Regions from separate parts of the Zea mays genome. Here region 2 is linked to region 1. Evidence: chromatin contacts called from public Hi-C data. All regions are on one chromosome and are shown on one strand. The core of a region is the stretch at or near the end of the contact, and the rest is flanking DNA. Distances in the headings are between cores, read along the strand shown. Region 1 has its middle 24 kb from the start of LOC100272850. Region 2 holds the start of LOC109942244 (receptor-like serine/threonine-protein kinase At3g01300).

The links. Hi-C and Micro-C count contacts between places; a contact is called where the count stands out from the background.
Region 2: a contact with region 1 is called in a Hi-C map of leaf, with 6 times the contacts expected there. The contact joins the promoter of LOC109942244 here to the enhancer-like site in region 1. A contact is called at or near these places in 4 of 25 Hi-C or Micro-C datasets (leaf and tassel).

What each region holds. Positions count from the first base shown.
Region 1 is chr9:17,329,558-17,333,228 of Zm-B73-REFERENCE-NAM-5.0, reverse strand. No RefSeq gene overlaps it. Among protein-coding and RNA genes, the nearest start is that of LOC100272850, 24 kb to the right of the region's middle. Within about 2 kb of position 2,353, at least 12 of the 20 cell types and tissues checked have an H3K27ac peak or open chromatin away from gene starts, as enhancers often do. A contact at or near this core is called in leaf and tassel, where this site is marked.
Region 2 is chr9:17,539,272-17,542,574 of Zm-B73-REFERENCE-NAM-5.0, reverse strand. It overlaps LOC109942244 (receptor-like serine/threonine-protein kinase At3g01300), which reads right to left and starts at 1,935. Exons shown (of 7, transcript XM_020544068.3): 1 at 1,269-1,935; 2 at 1-91. The coding sequence starts at 1,419.

The sequences.
Region 1 (3,671 bases), core at 1,104-3,603:
GCAAATATTATTCTACTTCCTAAAAAGGAGGGAGCGGAGGCAGTTGGTGATTTTAGACCGATTAGCCTCATTCACTCCTTTGTCAAAATCATCACCAAGACTCTTGCTCTCAGATTAGCGCCACATATGCATGAAATAGTCTCACCATGCCAAAGCGCGTTCATCAAGAAACGGACTATTCAGGATAATTTTATGGTCGTGCATAGTGCAGTGAGGCGCTACCGACGCATGAACATACGCTCGCTCTTCCTCAAATTGGACATTGTGAAAGCCTTTGATTTGGTCCAATGGGAATACCTTCTCTTGCTGCTTCAACATCTAGGCTTCCCTTCTCGGTGGAGAGATTGGATTGCAGCCACCCTCTCAACATCCACCTAAAGGGTCTTTGTTAACGGGGTCTCGAATCCCTCCTTGTCTCATGGTCGAGGACTTAGATAGGGAGACCCACTCTCACCATTGTTATTTGTGCTTGCCATTGACCCATTGCAGAAAATTTTAGACTTGACAACAGAGACGGGACTTCTCAGCAAAATCAGGGGTCGCTCGCCTTGCCTTCGTCTCTCATTGTATGCTGATGATGCGGCCTCATTTATTGCACCAAAAAAGAGGAGGTCGAGACAATACTAAAGCTGCTCGGGCTATTTGGTGAGGCGTCAGGGCTGTTGACAAACTTCCATAAGTCCACAGTTGTGCCTATCTGTTGTCAAGGTATTGATCTCAACGTGGTCCTAAGGAATATGCCGGCCAGAAGGGCTACCTTCCCCTTAAAATACCTGGGCCTCCCGCTCTCATCATCCAGACTGAAGAAGAGCGACTTACAGTTCTTAATTGACAAAATTTCGAACAAGCTCAGTGGCTGGAATGGGAAAAACCTCTCTATGGTTGGTAGACTAACTTTAGTTAAGTCAGTCATTACCTCCCAAACAATCTACCTTCTCTCTGCTTTACGGGCTCCTAAGGAAATATTGAATTTAATTGTCTCGAGAAGGAAAAAATTCCTTTGGGCTGGGTGTGCACAAATTACGGGAGGTAAATGCAAGGTAAATTGGCTCCGTTCCGCAAGGCCAAAAGAGTGCGGAGGCTTGGGTATCCTTCATTTAACCAAATTTGCAAGGACCTTGCGTTTGCGTTGGCTATGGCAAGATTGGGCTTCATCAACTAGGCTCTAGACGGCCTTGGAACTCCCTTGCATGACAAAAGATCGACAGCTCTTCGCAGCAGTGACATCGATTTTGGTGGGAGACGGGACAAAGGTGTCCTTTTGGAATGATGCGTGGGTGCAAGGGTTAATACTGAAGGACATTGCGCCTCTCATTTTCAATGTGTCCCAAAGAAAGAACAGATCTTTGAGTGAGGCGCTGTGTCGAATCATACTTGGATTAGGGACCACAACCTATTTTCTGTTGAGGTGACAAAGCAACACATTGGGGAGTACTGTAGGCTTTGGTCAATTTTGCAAAGAATATCCTTGCAACCAGGTATTTGTGACTCTATTAGTTGGAAACTCTCAGAAGATCGACAGTATTTGGCGAAATCAGCAGACCTTGCCTAATTCCTCGGCTCTGAGCTTACAAATATGAACTGGATCATTTGGAAGGTATGGGCGCCACCGAAATATAAATTCTTCAATTGGTTAGCCATCCAAAATAGAATTTGGACAACAGATCGTCTTGCGAAGAGGGATTGGCCCCACAACGCTGCCTGTGCATTATGTGGGCAAACTTTAAAGTCAGGATTGCATCTCTTCGTTGAGTGTCGTTTAACCAAGCGGATTTGGGGAGGGGTGGCTGTACGGGCAGCGGTGGAGGGCCTTAGTCCAAGTAACTGGGACCGCAATGAGTATGTCCTACAATGGTGGACGTCCCTAGCTACAACTCAAGATAAGGTTGCAACATGATGGGCTTGAGAAGCCTCTTAATTCTAGCGAATTGGATGGTCTGGTGTGTGAGAAATGCTAGGATTTTCGACCACAAATCCTCCATATGTGCTCAGATTCTCGCATCTATTATATCTGAGGTATCAGCCTGGATATGTGCAGGAGCCAACCAGCTGGCTAATCTTCTAGCATCTCTTTAGTTTTGTGTGTTTGAACTTGGTTTTTCTCCTAGTCTCCTTTTAGATTAGTCTTGTTTGTTTGTGTTTTTTCGGCTTGGTCATGTTTTTGTGGGGTGTCTTTGTATTTTAAACCTGCCCACTTTAGGCTCCTTCTTTTTAATATAACGGGTAGATCTCTTGCCGGTTCGTTTAAAAAAAGAGTATGCCTTGAATAAAAGTTCGTAACCTCCACTTGCTCAGTTTATTTTTGGGCCGGCCCGCGTAGTAGAGATTGGACCGAATCTAACTCCCAGACTCCAGCAGGCAGCAGGCCTTGCAGAATCCTCGTCTCCATGCACATGCTGAAATTTCCGAGTGCTGGACAATCTCCAAGCTGCCGAGCGACGATTGCCCGAACAGGCTCCATCTCTTCGTTCAGGGTCATGTTCTAGAAGAACAACACCAAAGCTGTATAGTACATGTCACTCTTATCCGTCAGCTGGCAAGTATGCGTGTGCTCAGACTCAAGAGTCGTGAACTGAGGACCTGCCACTGCCAGTCCCAGTCGGTGCCTGCCAGTATGGAGGCCGCAAAGTCTGATACCATCGCAGCATAGTTCTTTCTCATCGAGGAGACGAAGAGTTGTATTAGAAGATTTGACAGCACGATGAAGGATTGTTGGAGGTGAAGCCCATGAATGAAGGTAAGCTTAAAGAGCAGAAGACTCAAGCGCGATCAGGGTGCCGTTGGGAACGCACTCGTAGACTAGCATTTTGGGCAAGGTATGTTGGTGCATTGGACAGGGCATGGCCGTGGAACATTGACGGCGGCACACTCATCAACATCTGAAAACACAGCAGTGCGATATCTGCTACGTCCATCTTGTGCCGCCGTCGTCGTCGTAATAAAAGGCGACGACATGGACACAGACAGCCAAGAACATATAAGTTGGCCGCATCGTCTCGTCCTGCGTCACCGCGTGCATTGACTTTATCTAAGCATTTGTTTGGTCCCTATATATCTAGAGCATGAGTTATACGAGTAAATACAGAACAAATCATTTTGAGGTCTCTTTAGCTACATCCACTCATACGCCAAAAATACATGTTTTCGGTCAGTCTGGATCGGGCAAGCAAGCGTGGGTGTGCTTGTCCAGCTAACCAATCTGTTAGGATCGTAGGTGGGGAAAAGGAGACACAGAGTTTAATGTGGAAAACTCCTCCAATGTGGAGGAGAAAAAAACCACGAAAAAATAGATATATTATATGTTGTTCGAGTACATGATACAAGGGGACCTATTTATATAGGCAAATGAGATAGAGATAGTGTCACATGATCTTATCAAACAAATTTCCCCTTGACGCTAAATCTATAAAACTGTTTCCCCAAACGCCACTAGGATGCTAAATTTGAATATCAACCAAGTCTAAGAAATCATTAGACTTGAAACTGGAGCACGGCTTCGTATCATCAAAATAACCTCTCTTTTGAAACGCAATAAAAACAGATTCAGCATCAACTGTTGAACATTGCAAGTAATTGAGATTATTCAAACGGTTGCCCTTCAACATAATACAGTTGCCGCGTGAAACCTTAACAACACCATCAATAGCAGCAAAATTGAATCTCATTGCTTC
Region 2 (3,303 bases), core at 686-3,185, 210 kb before region 1:
ATTGATGCATCAACACCATTTTCACCATCGCGTTTTGTCTGAAAATGATCACCAAGCTCCCGATTGCTAGCATTCAGATATCTTGTCTCTGCTGCTACAGAGAAAATAAAGTTCCTTGAGAACATCACACAGAAAATAGAAATTTTACCTACAGCAGGTACTAAGATAAGATAGAATATATTTAGTGAAGCCAAAACTATTAGGCTCCAACATATCCAAAATGTTTAGATAAAGTTGATAGGCACTGATCCAAAGTATTATGTACTTGACATAGTCATTCCCAGCTTTTAATACAGGATCAAACCTATCCAGTTGACTTGAAGTATCATGATTATGTTTTATTATGCTATCCAGGTTAATCATTTGTGGAGGTGTCACTTTCAGGCAATATGATAACATAACAGCAGCAAGCAACACAGTCAAATGTAGTTGGCTCCTGGAACCAATGAACCATAGACTTTCTTAGAGCTTTTACCATGTCAGCTTCAGTTGTTTCCGTATGATTTGAAAACTCAGTTAGCAACTGAAATGTGCTACAATATATAACAGAAAGCTATTTGGATTGAAAGATAAGGAGCACAGACTATTGGCAGACCGGAAGGGGAATTTCTTACAAATCAGATTAGCATACGACTTTTACTTCTTATCGATGAGCATGTAAATAGTTTGGCGTGAATTTGTAAATAATAGTGCAAGTTGTTTACAGAATTGACACCAAGTAATCTAGCAAAGGAGAAAAAGACAAGGTTGAATGCATCATCTAATGTTGTATTAGTTCAATCTAATCAGCCAAACCACCAAGAATGACTTTTGGCTTGTTGAAAAGTTGAGCGACTAACAGCCAACTCACATCTAAGTAGAGTTTCAGTTCAACGGCTGAAGCGTAAGAAAATAAAGTTCAACCGCTGGAGTTTGACCCTTAATTTACCTCATAACCATTGCATGCCAGTCTAAATTTGCTCTTTAGCTATGATCAAATTCATGATAAACTCCAATGAATACAATCAAAGAATGCTGGGAACAGAACAGAAGTACATGTCAAAGAAGCAAAGAGCTTCCTATTCACATATATGATCATCACACCAAATCATCAATCATATATCACAGAAGATGCTAATCGCCAAACCAACTCTTTTGCCACTAACGAACAAGCAGGAAGGATCAAATCTTTCTCAGACCAAACAAACGATCACCATCCACCAACCCAACCGACTGAAAGCAGACTTATATTGGGGGGGAAGGAGAAGAGAATAACAAGAATCCACCACCTGCGTCGTGAACGTGGCTGCCCTTGGCCGAGCCGCCGCCGTCACCGTCCGCCGTCACCGCCGGCCGGAAGCACGCCCCGCGGAGGCCCCGCGCGACGGCGGCCAAGCATCCGCACCCTTCCCGCCCTGCTGCCCGCTTCGGGGAAGTCATCTCCTCCTTGGTGCCCTGCAGGCGGTGAGGTCAACGAGATACAACTGCTACTCGTAAACACCCATCGGCACGGCCCGGTGTGATTCTTCTCTCCCAGCTTGCTTCCCTTTTCTCGCCCCACTCGACCCCGTCCAGTCCAAATCGCCCAAGGAAGCAGATAAGTGCGATGCGGGGCGCAAAAGGGAAAGCGAAAGCGAAAGGTGGCGCGCGCGGTGGGGGTGCACAAGTCGGAGAAGCAAGCGGGGGCGAGGCGGGAGTGGAGTTGCCGAGTCTCAGACTCAGTGGCGGTGGGCCGCCCGTTCAGCGCGACTGCGCGAGCACTGGCACTCCACCGCCCGTTCAGCGACACTGCGTGAGCACTGGCACTGGCGCTGGCACTAGTGCCGCAGCGACGGGTCGGCGTCGCCATCGTCATGATGTGGGATGCGGGCATGCGGCCGAGGGGGAAAGGGGCTTTTCGGTGCTGCCTTTTGCTCCGGCTGCGGCGCGGCCTGCCGCACTGGCTGTGCGCTGTGGCCTGTGGCTGGCTCCCTGAACCCTGGCCGCGCTTTATCCCTCCCTCGGCCCTCGCGTCAGCATCTCGCGCGGCGTGGGCAGCGGAATAGGGGGCGCGCACGGCCAGCCAGACAGCCAAACGACCAGGACCAGCGGTGGCCGGTGGGAATGTGGGATGAGGCGGCCGGATTTTTACCGTCTGGCTCGCCGGGTCGATTCGATTCCGTTTCTCCGGCGTGGGATGAGCGGTTGAAACGGAATGGTGGGCGGGCGAGTGGGAGCCTACGCTACGCAGCACCCACGGCGCCGGCAGAATGCCAAAAGCACCCACGCTGCTAAGATGCAAAACGGTCGAAAAACAGCGAAATTTATTTTGTTTTCATTTTTTAACGGAACGAAAATATGAAGACAAATATTTTACAGTTTCCACAAATACATAATAAAGTGACATGTTGCCTAATTCTACGATATTAAATTACACAAACAACTCTTCTTCATTATTTATATTATTTAGAGTAATTACAACTTTTGTTTTTCTCCTGTTCATTTATTTAAACACAACAAAAATCTGTAACTTGCATAAAATATATACTAGATATATCTTATATTATATAAAAATAGTAAAAAACGGTATCATCATGGCTCGAAAACGAAAAAAATACAAAAAATAATAAAAAACTGGATAAATTGTTTTCGTCTCGTTTCTAGTTGTTCACGAACAATTCAAAAACGAACGGAAAAATCAGTATTTGAAATGTAACGGCACGGGATTTTTATGTCTCTTTATTATCCTACACGCTGCTAGTGTCTAGTACTCTAGTGCCCTGGTTGTAAATGAATGGAGTGACTTCGCTGCGGGCCAGGAGATTGACCGACACATTGGTACATTAACCGTGTAATAATGTAAACAAAAGATGCAAATTGGGCTATAATCATGCTATAATAATCATGAAATCTAAGAGACTTCGTACTACTTGAAGTAATTATTAAGTTATAAACTGTTCCAAATTTAATTTAAAAAGAGAAGAATATTAACACCATCAAAGGGTAAATTTTAAAGACACATTTCATAATTTATCTAGCGGTGCTCATTTGATATCATATAAGCAGTATTATTCATTTCTATAAATTTCGCTAAATTTAGGGTAATTTTACCTAGGATAACTTGTTAAAGTCTATATCACATTTTGGAACGGAGAAAAGAGACTCATAGGTAATTCGGTTCATGAACTATAAGTAACGTAATAAAATAATATCAATGACCATGGGAAACTTGTGCCATATAGGTGAGAAGGAGATTTTCTATGATCCACTGATGGTTTTTCCTATTGGGGGGGAAACGTCCACTCTGCTTAGAAATTGTCATCAAATTTGATAAGAGGCATTTTT